2 separate regions of the Mus musculus genome follow, and region 2 is linked to region 1. The links are chromatin contacts, called in public promoter capture Hi-C maps. All regions are on one chromosome and are shown on one strand. The core of a region is the stretch at or near the end of the contact, and the rest is flanking DNA. Distances in the headings are between cores, read along the strand shown.

Region 1 (6,043 bases), core at 1,537-4,036:
TCAGGGCCATCTGAGTAGGCATGGAGGCATATAAGGGGCTGTTGCCCACCTGGTAGATGCCCACGGAGAGTGCCCCTCCAGCTGTGGGCTCTCCTATAACGGTGGCCCGCTGTAGGTCCTGCATAGTGTGAGCAAAGGCCTCGGCTGCAGAGCCACTAGTGTGGCTCATGAGGATGTATAGGTCCTTATGGGATCCATAGCGTTGCCCAGCAACCAGCGGCAGGGTCCATATTTCTGTGACCCTAGATGTCGCCCTGTCAAAAACAGAGTAGAGGTGCTGGCGGGGCTCCGCCTCAAAAAAATAGGAGCAGAGTAGAGGAACGGCAGAAGAGTAGCTGCCAGGGTTGTAGCGCAGGTCAACAATCAGCGCAGCTGTGTCCACCAGCCTCTGCCACACCAGCTGTACTAGCTGAGGCCCAATGGCCTTTACTGTCTCTAGCTCAGCCATGGCGTCAAAACGCAAGTAGCCGAGCTGGCCGGGTAGCACATCCGTTTTGAACAGAGCCTCTATGAGATAGGAGAGTTCCTCTGGGGAGGGAACGGCAGGGGGCGGTAGAGGGACCTCCTCTGCCACAAGCTCCCCAGGGCTATGGAATACCAGCAGGCGGTGGTCCTCAGATACCTCCTGAAGGTCAGCAGTGAGCTGTGAGGCCAGTGACTCCAAGTCCACAGCTGTGCGGTAGGCTCCTTGGGCCAACTTAGATTGCAGGAGAGCTCTGGCCCGCTGTGCGATCTCTGGCCGGGCATAGTGAGCCTCCAGCAGGCGACCCGTGCCCTCTACCAAGGCGCCCAGACTGCGATGGAAGTCCAGCACCTCCTGAGCTCTCTCTAAGGCCTCCTCAGCCAGCACGATGGCATCAGGTACCACCCCACCCCCCAGCCAGGCCTCACCGTGGTTGTCAATAAAAGTAAGTACCGGTACTGTGAGCGCCAGGCCACCCTGGGGCGAGTCCAGCAGTGGCACCGTGCAGGTGTGGAGCAGGCTACCCGCGGTGATTTCGCCGACCAGTGTGGCCCAGCCCAGGGACTGCATGAGGAAGGCAAACTCTTCGGCAGCTGTGGCAGTCCTGTGGCTAGTAAGCAGGTACACTCCACGCTGGTTACCATAGCGTTGGCCTAGCAACTCCCGATGGCTGAAGTGCTCCTGGGTGATGTTGGTGCGGCGATCATAGGTGGTAAAGAGCCGTACAGGTCCGGCCTCAGGTCCCTGGAAGTAGGACAGCACCAGAGGCATCGCCGAGGACGGACCCCCAGGGTTATGACGCAGGTCCATGATGAGGTGTTCCGTGTCCTGCAAAGGCTCCCATACCTGCTTCAGCACGTAAGGGCCCAGCGTCTCCAGCACAGCGGCGTCTGCAAATCTATCAAAGCGCAGGTAGCCCACATTGCCCGGCAGCACGGACACCTGAAACACAGAGTCCACCAGGGCCCTCCGGGCATCTTCTTCCGTGGGCACCTCGGGGGTGGCTGCTGGGGACTCATTAGGCCCAGTCTCAGGTCTTGAGGAGGAGTCTCTGGGTCCGGTGGCCCTCACCAGGAGCCTGGGATCCTCCGACACAGCCTGCAAGCCAGCATTGAGCTTTGTCACCAGGTCCTCTTCAGAGACCACAGCTGAGTAGTCCATGCTGGCCAGGTGGTGCAGCAGGCCCGGCACTCGGTCCACTAATGTGTAATAGTCCTGGAGGGCTTCCTGAAGTCGGAGGACAACCCCTGGCAGGGCACGACGCAGGGTGAGGATGGCCAGGGCCTTTTCTAGGGCTTGCTCTGCAGGGGTCCCCACACAAGGCAGCACGCCACTGCCTTCCCATGTCTGGCCACCTCCACCTAGAGGTCCCAGGGACCTGGACACAGGCACTGTGAGGAAGAAGTTGGACTGGCCTATTCTCAGCTTCTGGAGGTCCAGGGCCCCACCCTCCGTCCGCTCGCCCACCACGATGGCGCGCCGCATCTGCTTCAGGATGTAGGCAATGTCCTCTGCGACTCCCCCAGTGTGTCCGCTGGTGAGGACCACCACATCCTTGTCAGCACTGTATCTCTCCCCGAGGACCTCGGGCAAGGTCCAGATCTCTGTGGTGGTGTTGGAGGGCCGATCGTAGACGGTGTCCACGTGCATGACCGTGTTCCCAGGGTGCAAGTAAGAGATGACATAAGGGATCCCAGAGAAGTGGCCGCCAGAGCAGTGCCGGAGATCTAGCACCAAGGAGGAGGTGCTCATGAGCTGCCTCCACACATGGCTCACTAAGAACTCCCCCAGCTCGCTCAGTACCTCTTGGCCAGGGAGGTCGTCCACTCGTAGGTAGCCCACGTTGCCCTCAAGAACCTCATGGCGGATGTTCCTCTGTATCTGGGCCAGCAGTTCTTCTCGGGTGAGGTTGGTGAGCACTGGTGCTTGCTGGGGAGCCTCGAGGGTACTGGGCTCGTAAGAGATGAAGAGTCGTGGGTCACTCAAGGAACTCTGGACTCCAGCTGTCAGCACTTGGGCCAGCGTCTGAGGGTCTGAGATGCCCAGAATCTCGTGACTCTTCATCGCCTGCTCAATGGCTGCTTGCATTCCCATCAGGTTCTCAGGGAAGCAGTAGTTATCCAGGAGGATCTTGGCCATATCCAGTACCAGGCTTGGCTGGAAGAGGTGCGTGGGACCAGCCGGAACCCAGAGCAGTGTGGACAAAACCAGGACCCATTCTCTCATCATTGGGATCCCAGAGCCTTGGCTCCTGGATAAGAGCTCCGTGTGTACAAGGCTGTGGTCCTGCAGCTGCCTCTCTCCCTTGCCCTTCTTAGCAGGCAGACAGAAGGTCTGGGGCTCAATGTGGGAGTTAGATGTGAGGCTTCCAGCTCTGCTAAGCCTTTAATCCTGTCTAATTCAAGCACATGAGCTGGACTCTGAAGAAGAGGCCAGGGTGGTTTGACCCGGAAGGAACATTGCATCTCATCTTGCTGAGCCATGTCTGTGTAGAATAACACAAACAATTGCATTTAGTTTGAGTTCCTGACACATGCGAGGCCCTGTGATATGCTTTCTACACCCACAGTTTTTACTAAAGTCTTGCAAATGAGAATCGTTAATCTACAAATAAATATCGTTTTCCCACTGTGGCTCACCCATGACTCTGGAATTAGGCAGACGCAGTTGGAGGTCTGGTTCTGCTACTGTTTATTCATAGGTTGGGGAAGGTATCTGACTTGTTCTGTAGACTAAGTTATTGGGTAGATTAAACATGAATGCTTTCACAAAGCATTGCGGTGTCTGGAAGTTACTGATGAAGGCTCTATAATGAGTATCATATCTATTTTATCACCAGGGAGTTTAGTAGATAGTTCAACCCACCGTTTCAGATGGGGACAGGTGACGGATAGCGAGAAAAGGCTGCATAGGCCACCACCATCTCAGATACTGGGAAGGCTTAGTCTAGGGCCATTGTCAGCCTCAGGAATTGAAACTTGTTCCTATACCCTTATTATGCTTCTAGGTATAATATAGATGTCAGTACCTCACAACTTTCAAGATGAATGAAAGGTCCGGACACTAGTACAGAGTGTGACAGCGAGAGGGACATGAGATCAATAATTTCAGACCAGATAAGGTTAAGTGATCTAGTGAGCCTCATTCTCTTTGTGAATGGAGACACCCCCCCCAATAGTTAGGGGCTCAGCTTCAGTCCAGTGCTCACCGTGAGAAGTGAGTGGCTCTCTGTGGTCCTAAGTCACACAAAGAATACCTGTCATTCTCATACCCGCAGGGTCACACCTGGGAGCCAGTCCCAGGGAGCATTTTCTGTATGCTACCCTTTTCTCGTGATGTGGACTTCTGCTCATGTCTGACTGGCTCTGGGTATCAAAGAACACTCACCATGGAGCCTGCACTTAGAACTCCTGCTTTGTCCAGGGAGCCTCTTAGTGGACACCTCTCTCTTATTTAGCAGGTATTCTTTAGTTAGCCTGTAGGGGGCGTTGTATAGACGTGGAATAGCAGCTGGTGTGGCCACTTCCTGTTTCCTGGCTTCTTGGGTTCTATCCAGAACAGATGGCTGGGCTTGGTGGACTGCAGGTAGAGTCCCACAGTGACGCAGCAGGCAGCCAGAGAAGGTGGTCTTCGGGTGGGGATGAGAGAGCTTACTCTGTGAGCTGGAAACCTACAAGTCAGTTTCTGGAAGCCATTATCTGACGATGTTTACCAAGTGGTTTAGGAAGGCCAAGGAGGTCAATTAGCTAAAACAAACATATTTTTAGCTCATTAGGATTTGTTTAATACCCAAGTGACATATGGTCTCATCACCCCACTGTTTGCAGCCAATGGAAATGAGGCAGACTTACTGTCAGGATCTGCCTGGGGTGGCACACAGAGGCCTCTGTGGGGTGACTGAGCCTTTTTCAACCTCCACCTGGAAGAATCCAACTCCAGGCACACAGTCAGAGTTTCTCTGTGAGCACGTATCTGTCACTGCTGAAGCCAGGCCAAGCTCTGGACAGGGAGAGGGTGAAGACTACCAGGAAAAATGCTGGTTTTGTATTTGTTTTTATTTTGCCTGTTTTTTTTTTTTTTTTTTTTTTTTTTTTTTTTTTTGGCAACACGTGCCACAAAGGTACCCTCCAAGAATATGAGATAAAAGGTTCTCATGTATACAAATGCATAGAGCTGTCCAGTGTGGGCTGCAAAACTACCTACAACCCTTACCACTGCCTAGGGAACAAGATGCCTTGACTAGGTGACATGTGATCTGGATTATGTTATAGACAGAGGTACATGTGTTAATACACTTGTCTGTATGCCTGCCATCCCACCTGTCCGTACTTTGATGTTGTGTCAGTTCTGTGTTATCCCGAGCTTATCCTTGTCCCGCAGGAAATAAACACAGGACACGCCAGGTTCTTCCGTGGTTAACTTTACTTCAATAACATAGTGAGGTAGACAAAGAAGGCTCAGAAAGTGTGTGGCTTAAATACCCTTAAGGCGTGACATGTCTAAACTAGGACTGGTAGCTACACCCACGATACTCATGCCCCCTGGGGATAGGCTAAAGCCCCCAGGGGTTGGGCTAGTGCCCTGGGAGATGGACCAGTGCCCCGGAAATGGGCTGGTGACTTTTGGCGGGTTTTTGCTTTTAGCACATGCGCATATAGCTTGTTCTTTGTTTAGGTGGCATAAGGCACTGCGGAGCCAGCGCCATCTTAAGATGGTAAATGTTATTGCGGCTCTCCACACTGTGTGACCGTGTCATAGTGCCTGTCAGACAAGTTAAAGGAGGAAAGTCTTGTACTAGTTCACAGCTTCAGAGCATCCAGCCGGCTCCATTGCTCTTAGGCCTGGGCTAGAATGTGCTAGAGCAAAGCTGCTTGTCCCATAGTGGTGTGAGGGAGGGGAGGGGCAGAGAGAGAGGGAGCAGGATGAGAGAGGGAGAGGGAGAGGGGGAGGGGGAGGGGAAGGAGAGGGGAAGGGGGAGGGGAAGGAGGGCGGAGGGGAGGAGAGGGGGAGGGGGAAGGGGAGGGGGAAGGAGGGGGAGGGGGAGGAGGAGGGGAGGGAGAGGGAGAGGGAGAGGGAGAGGGAGAGGGAGAGGGAGAGGGAGAGGGAGAGGGAGAGGGAGAGGGAGAGGGAGAGGGAGAGGGAGAGGGAGAGGGAGAGGGAGAGGGAGAGGGAGAGGGAGAGGGAGAGGGAGAGGGAGAGGGAGAGGGAGAGGGAGAGGGAGAGGGAGAGAGAACTCACTTTTCAAAGTCACTCTCCAAACCCTTCCTTTGAAGATGAAGAGTCACTTGGAAGTATAAGATAAGAAGCCTCCTTCCAAGTTCTTTTGGTCAGCATTCTGTGAAACAGTGAAACACAATAGAAGCCCTTCCCAGGTCTGCTCTTCAGTGCTGCTTTAGGGGCCTCAGATTTTACTTCTTCCTTGGTGGCACGTGAGCCTGCTGTTTCTTGGGCTGGCTCAACTTTGGCATTTAAAAAAATTAATTAATTAAATTAATTAATTTACATCAAATGTTGCCTCCTATCCCAGCCCCCCCCCCTCACAGAGACCCTCCCCCTCCCTTTCTCCTCTGAGAGGGTGGA
Region 2 (6,043 bases), core at 1,533-4,032, 420 kb before region 1:
CGAGAACAGGCACAAGAGTATATGTGTTGGCTCCACTCTGCTGCTGTGTGTCCTCTAGCTATGTGCTGAACAGCTCTGGGCCTTGAGCTAGCAGCTACGATAGTCCCTAGTGTTCCTTCCATTAGGTGGAGCCTGCTACTGGGAGTAACGTTATAAAATCACACTCTACATGGGGGTGGGTCAGGACAGAGAACACCAGGCTCCAACTATGAGATCTGAGGCTCTGAATGGAATCAAAGTAGAAGACAGCCCATCTCTTCAGGTTCAGCATGGCCTCTACCACAGACCCAGCCTCTCTGGAGCAGCTGACTTGGGTCTGGAGAGTCCATATTCTCTATACACAACCCCACCAAGGAGCTGGGAAGAGCCGGGTGGTGGTGGCGCATGCCTTTAATCCCAGCACTCGGGAGGCAGAAGCAGGTGGATTTCTGAGTTCGAGGCCAGCCTGGTCTACAGAGTGAGTTCCAGGACAGCCAGGGCTACACAGAGAAACCCTGTCTTGAAAAACAAAAAGGAGCTGGGAAGAACCAAGGTACTCCTTGCTAGTTTGCTGGCCCTGCCTCTGCAGGATCTCCAGGGGCTTGGGAAACAGCTAACCAGGTCCCTCTTCTGCCCTGGGACCTGGCAGCCTGGGCACGCAGGGTGTGGAGGCACCAAGTTGTTTTGTTTTACCGTTCTTCCAAAAGCTCTTATCCCTGTGAGTCCAGAGCCTGCCTGGCCCCTGACCTATGGAATTGGGGGGCCCAAATAGAAAGCAGGAGGCCTGGCTCTAACAGCAGAGACTTTAATGATTGATGCCGATGCTGCATTCCCCCAACCCTGCCCCCCACTCTGTTGATGGAGTAGTGGAACACAGCGCCTGGATCCCCCCACAACCCCCTTCCCCTTCTGCCCAAGGACCTGAGCAGCACTTCCGCCTCCTGTCACAGGAACTTGGGAAGCAGTCAGCCCAGGAAGCTGCTGTGTTTCCTTCCTTTCCCACCAGGCTCTCTAGATACTTCAATAACTTGGATGGTGGGGTCCAAGCTTCTTGGGATATGAAAAGGAAACCCCGGAAGGCAGGAGCCCTAGCTTGGGTGACCTGGGTATTCCTGAGCCCAGCTCACTATGCACAAACCCCTCTAGTCCCTAGAGTCTGGCACAACTCCACCTAGGGAAAGATGGAGGGTCCTCTAATCCCAGGGGCTAAGGGAACAAACAGACCTTCTCCACACCCAGGGGGAATGAAGAACAAGGACCAGGACTCCTCCCTTCTGGCCCCTCAAGCTCCTCCATCTTTCCTTTGGAGACTGGGACCTGCTCCTGGTGGCTCTAGGGAAGAGAGAGGGTTGGTCCCTGGTCCTGAAGTCAGAGGTAGATGGTAGGACTGACTGCCTCCGTGAACAGTCGCCTTGTGTTTGTGAGCCTGTGGTAAAACTAGGGATGAACAGGACACCCCTTTCTCCCTACACCACCAGACCCACCCCTTCTTCACGAAACAGCACATATGTCCTCTCACGAGGCAGCCTCTCCATGGCCAGGCCTGCTTTCCAGAAAGCTCCCAACAGCTATTCCCCTAAAAGAGTCAGAAGCAGACAGAAACCTGGTCCAGGGGATTTGTCTGGGAATTCTGTTACAGTCCCTTTTCTATGTAGTGGGGAGGCTGGGGCGGGGGGGTGGTAGGGGTAGGAGGGGGATGTTGGCCGTTTACCCTACAGATCCGACAGTTTCCACTCTGAGAGTTAGGTATGAAAGCAAGGGTCCAGCTCTCTGTGCCTGTGACCCAGGGTAGATGACTCAAGCACTGTGAGCCTCAGGCCCCGCCACTGTGAATCAGGCTGCTAGGGGAGAGGAATGGGGAGAATACCTGAAAAGTGGAGCCCCAGAGGCTATCCCAGGAAGTGGCATCTGCGTGCCACCTTGAACATGTCGAGACATGAGACTCCAAACCCTGAGGGACAGACCTAGAGTCCTGGCACCTCTAAGCATAAAGGCGATGTCGGAAAACCTTGCCTGGGGTCTCACTGCACCCTGTCCGTGCAGGAGGCTTCGTGAAATTGCTCTAGGATTCCCTGCCTCCATGAGCTCTGGGGACTGAGGAACCCTTGCTCTGTTTAGTAATCCTGGCCTGGTACTCTGGGCACTTAGATCCAAATGCCTTCCCTGTGAGCTGCTGTCCCCTAGGGCTTAGGCTGGGCCAGCCTTACAGAGGCTCAGGTTTCAGAGCTGAGCTCCTTTGAAGAGCAGGAGCGATAGCCCCATCACCTGGAATCATCTAGAACACCCAACCCTCTGAGTCCCATGCCACTAGTGGGAGCTGTGTTACCTGTTGCAGCCCCACCCAAAGCCCCTGCTATAGGTCAAGCAGGAATCACCCTGCCATCCCCAGCCTGGGGCCTGGAGTACCAGATCCAGGAAACTAGCATCCCTTAGCTATAGAGATAGCCACACATCAGCCCATTCCTCAGATGTGTATCTGGGGCTCAGACATCATCTCCCGATCTCCGACAAGGGCAGGATTTCCTTACCGTCTGATGGGGTCTCTGCTGGTATCCTCAGCCCCTAGTCTCCAGCCTTCAGGCATGCCGGGCCTATTGAGATGGGAGAACTTGGTACCGGGGTCCTGTGCCCAGGACCCTAGCAGTCCCCAGCTCAGGTACACCCCAAAGCCCAGCAGCAGTGTCGGGATCATGGTGAGGGGCTCCTGTGCTGATGCTCAGCCTTACAAGTGACTCTCAAATTTGCTGGTGATGTGGTCTTCAAGCGAAATGTCAGAAAGAAAAGAAAACACGAGGACAACAAAGGGAGGAAGTGGCCTGGTCCGGCCCACCCGGCAAGTCTCATCCGCCCCCGCCCCCGCCCCTTCCAGCCTGGCCCCCTTGGAGGCCTCCAACCACTCAGGTCAATTCCTGTGTCCTGAGGGCACTTGAATCAGGGACACGGGATTTGGTAGACACATAAAGGTGGCCCCATTAAACTTATTTCTCCAGGACTCTGTCGTGGGCCTGGAGGAGATCTGGTGCCACCCATACTGTTGGCCAGGAAGTGGGGAACGGGCACATCACACCTGCTCGGCACCTTGGGCTATGGGAACTAGCAGGTGGGTGGGAACTCAGAGAAGGAAAGGGACTATGCTAGAATCACACAGCGGGCAGCCCAGTCTAGGGCATGGGGAGCAGCTTTGGGTGTTTCTGGCCTCAGCCTTCCAACAGGTTTGGCTAGAGCTCCAGGCTCAAGAGCATCCAGGATACAGTGGGGAACTGGATAACAGGGCAGCCTGCAGGTTGGCCATTCATTGGATTGGCCCTGACCCCGGCCCAGCCTGGGACACTGAGGCATCATCAGTCAAGGCACTTTTCTTCTGCATATAAGAGCCAGGGCACGAGACCACCAGGGCTTTCCAAGGATGAATGAGGTGTAATGATAGATTAGGATATGTCCAGCCTCCAACACGCTCTCCCTCCCCCAGGGCCAACAAGAGTCAGCAGGGCAGAATAGAGCCAGTAGGGGCCCGGGCCCTGCTCGCTGGTATCCCCGTGAGGCATGCCTTCTCTCTGGCCCGCCCTCCCTGCCCCCACCCTGGCCCGGGCTGGCTGGGCTCCAGCCAGCAGCCACAGCATCAATATTTCATCTGCGTCAATAAGAGGCAGTAGCAGCAGAGACAGCGGCTGCGGCAGCACTCCAGTCCATAGCTTGCAGCAGCCAGGTTCCATCCTTGCAAACACCATGGACGTCTTCAAGAAAGGCTTCTCCATTGCCAAGGAAGGTGTTGTGGGTGCTGTAGAAAAGACCAAGCAGGGAGTAACGGAGGCAGCTGAGAAGACCAAGGAGGGGGTTATGTATGTGGGTGAGTGTGGTAGGTGGGGCGGGGCGGGGCGGGGCAGGGTGGAGGGGTCCCTAATGGAGGGCAGATGCCTCCCTCTGCAGATTCCCCCAGCTTCTAGAAAGCGTTTTGAGATGAAATTCTGATTGTTGAGGCAGGGTCGCACACCCTGGAGAATATGGTAGTATCTAATTGTCTTTGATACTCTGGGGGAAGGGACTCTGAGTGGGACAGGACCGGAGTGCCACACCTACGTGTGGGCACTCAAAAGCATGCACACACATGCCTGGAGTCTCCTAACCTGGAGACCCTGAGGTAATGATCTGCTCAGGTGGACCCCGCTTTCTCCAATGGGAGTTGCTGCATCTGAGCCAGGCCACTCCTGGCTTAGAGGGGAAGGGTAGTCTGTGAAAATGGGTCCCATTTAGTGTTCAACCCACCCCCAGCATTCTGGGCTCTTTCTAAAGAGGGGACAGGGGTGGCTAATCCTGTGACTCAGCTTTCTCTGCCCTGTTCAGCTGCTGCTTCTGAGGCCGGGGCCACGCCCATGCAAGGGCCATAGCCCTACCAGTAACAGTACCTCAGGCCTGGTCTATTTTGTCCCCTCTTCCTGTCCTGTCTCCTTCCCGTCTGTCCTCTGTCCTTCAGACACAGCAGGAAATGGCCTTTTGAAGGGGCTACTGTCCCCAGACGCCATCCTCATCCCCTCCTGGCCCCCACATTGTGTCCAGCTGTTTGCCCTGACCGCTTGTACACCTCTTCCTCCAATAGGCACCAAAACCAAGGAGAACGTGGTACAAAGTGTCACCTCAGGTAAGATGACCCAGAACTGGGGACCCCACAAATCCTGCCCTATATCCAGGGTCCATACCTGAAGTCCTCTTTGTACCAACTGGAGCCCTAAGCCCTTGGTGACCCAAACCACTACATGCCCTGAAGATAGACCATCACATTGTTCTGCCCTAGAGTCAGACAAAGGGATCGAAGTAACTAGAAGTCAGGCATCAGGCATCTGGGCTCTGGGAAGGGGTTGCTCTCCTCAGCTTGGGTAGGCAGCAGTGGAGGGGGCCAGGGCTGAGTCCAACCAGAATCCTCTGCAGTGGCTGAGAAGACCAAGGAGCAGGCCAATGCCGTGAGTGAAGCTGTGGTCAGCAGCGTCAACACAGTGGCCAACAAGACCGTGGAGGAGGCTGAAAACATCGTGGTCACCACCGGGGTGGTGCGCAAGGTAAGCCTGGTTCATGTCCTTTTTCTAGGCTCCCCAGCAATAGGAGGCAATTCTGCCCTCGTGAACACACGGGTAAATAGCACTAGACACTGCTTAACTTTACAGACAGTACCCACTGTGTGCTGGGGCGACTTGGTATCTCTGTACCTGTTCATATCAGGAATCCCCATCACACTCCAAGAGTGGGGACTTGGGATTCATTTTATGCACAAGGAAAGCGACATGCAGACCATGGCCAGCCCCATCCCCTTGGCATGCAGGAAATACATATCACAAGGGCAGTGTATGGTGACAGGCTAAAGCTGAAAGCCACCACCAGAGCTACCTTTTATCTTTTATCCAACCCTCCCTCATCCCAGGGTCTAGCTTCCACCTCCCAAGGAAGCAGTAATGGCAACACTGCCCACTTGTGGTGGGCAAGTGGCAGGGCTCCGACTCCACCCTCTGCTGAGGTCTTTGTGTGAACATGTGGGTTGTATGTGCATTATTGGTAGGGTAGAGATGTGTGTGAACGCATATGCGTGGAATGCATGTGTGAATGGATGCGCATGTGTATGTACGCATGTGGCAGGCAGTGGATAAAACAGGGGCATCAGGCTCTCTGGGGATAGATGCCAGAAGTAGGAGCTGTCTCCGCACTTGCCAAAGAGTAAGCTCTGCTTTAAGTCTTTTACACTTACTAACCTATTTAATGGGGCCCCAAATTCCACCAAACCAGATATGGAAGGAAGGGCCTAGAGAGATTAGGTGATATGATGCACCACGGTCACATGGCTGGTCTCTGCCAGCACGTAGGTTCCGTGAGTGGCCAGTTTCTGAGCTACACCCTTGAAAGACTGAGTATGGACTGTGCATGAATGGGGATTCCAGAATGGAGGTTGGGAAGGAAGCTAATTCCAAAGACCTGTTATGGTCAGCCACACACACTACAGCAGGCAACCCCAATGGTGCAGCCCTAGGCTTCCCACACAGCCAATGCCACAGAAGACTACTGTAAGGAGCAGGAGAAAGGG

What was found. Promoter capture Hi-C pulls out the DNA fragments that hold promoters and counts their contacts.
Region 2: a contact with region 1 is called in a promoter capture Hi-C map of embryonic stem cells, with 2.2 times the contacts expected there. The contact joins the promoter of Mmrn2 here to the promoter of Rbp3 in region 1. A contact is called at or near these places in 5 of 39 promoter capture datasets (the 3T3-L1 cell line, 3T3-L1-derived adipocytes, embryonic stem cells and 2 more) and 2 of 484 Hi-C or Micro-C datasets (liver and nephron progenitors).

Annotation. Positions count from the first base shown.
Region 1 is chr14:33,950,746-33,956,788 of GRCm38.p6, reverse strand. It overlaps Rbp3 (retinol binding protein 3, interstitial), which reads right to left and starts at 2,786. Exons shown (of 4, transcript NM_015745.3): 1 at 1-2,786. The coding sequence starts at 2,692.
Region 2 is chr14:34,372,243-34,378,285 of GRCm38.p6, reverse strand. It overlaps Mmrn2 (multimerin 2), which reads right to left and starts at 2,782. Exons shown (of 7, transcript NM_153127.3): 1 at 2,508-2,782. The coding sequence starts at 2,671. Sncg (synuclein, gamma) reads left to right here and starts at 3,617. Exons shown (of 5, transcript NM_011430.3): 1 at 3,617-3,826; 2 at 4,574-4,615; 3 at 4,903-5,030. The coding sequence starts at 3,706.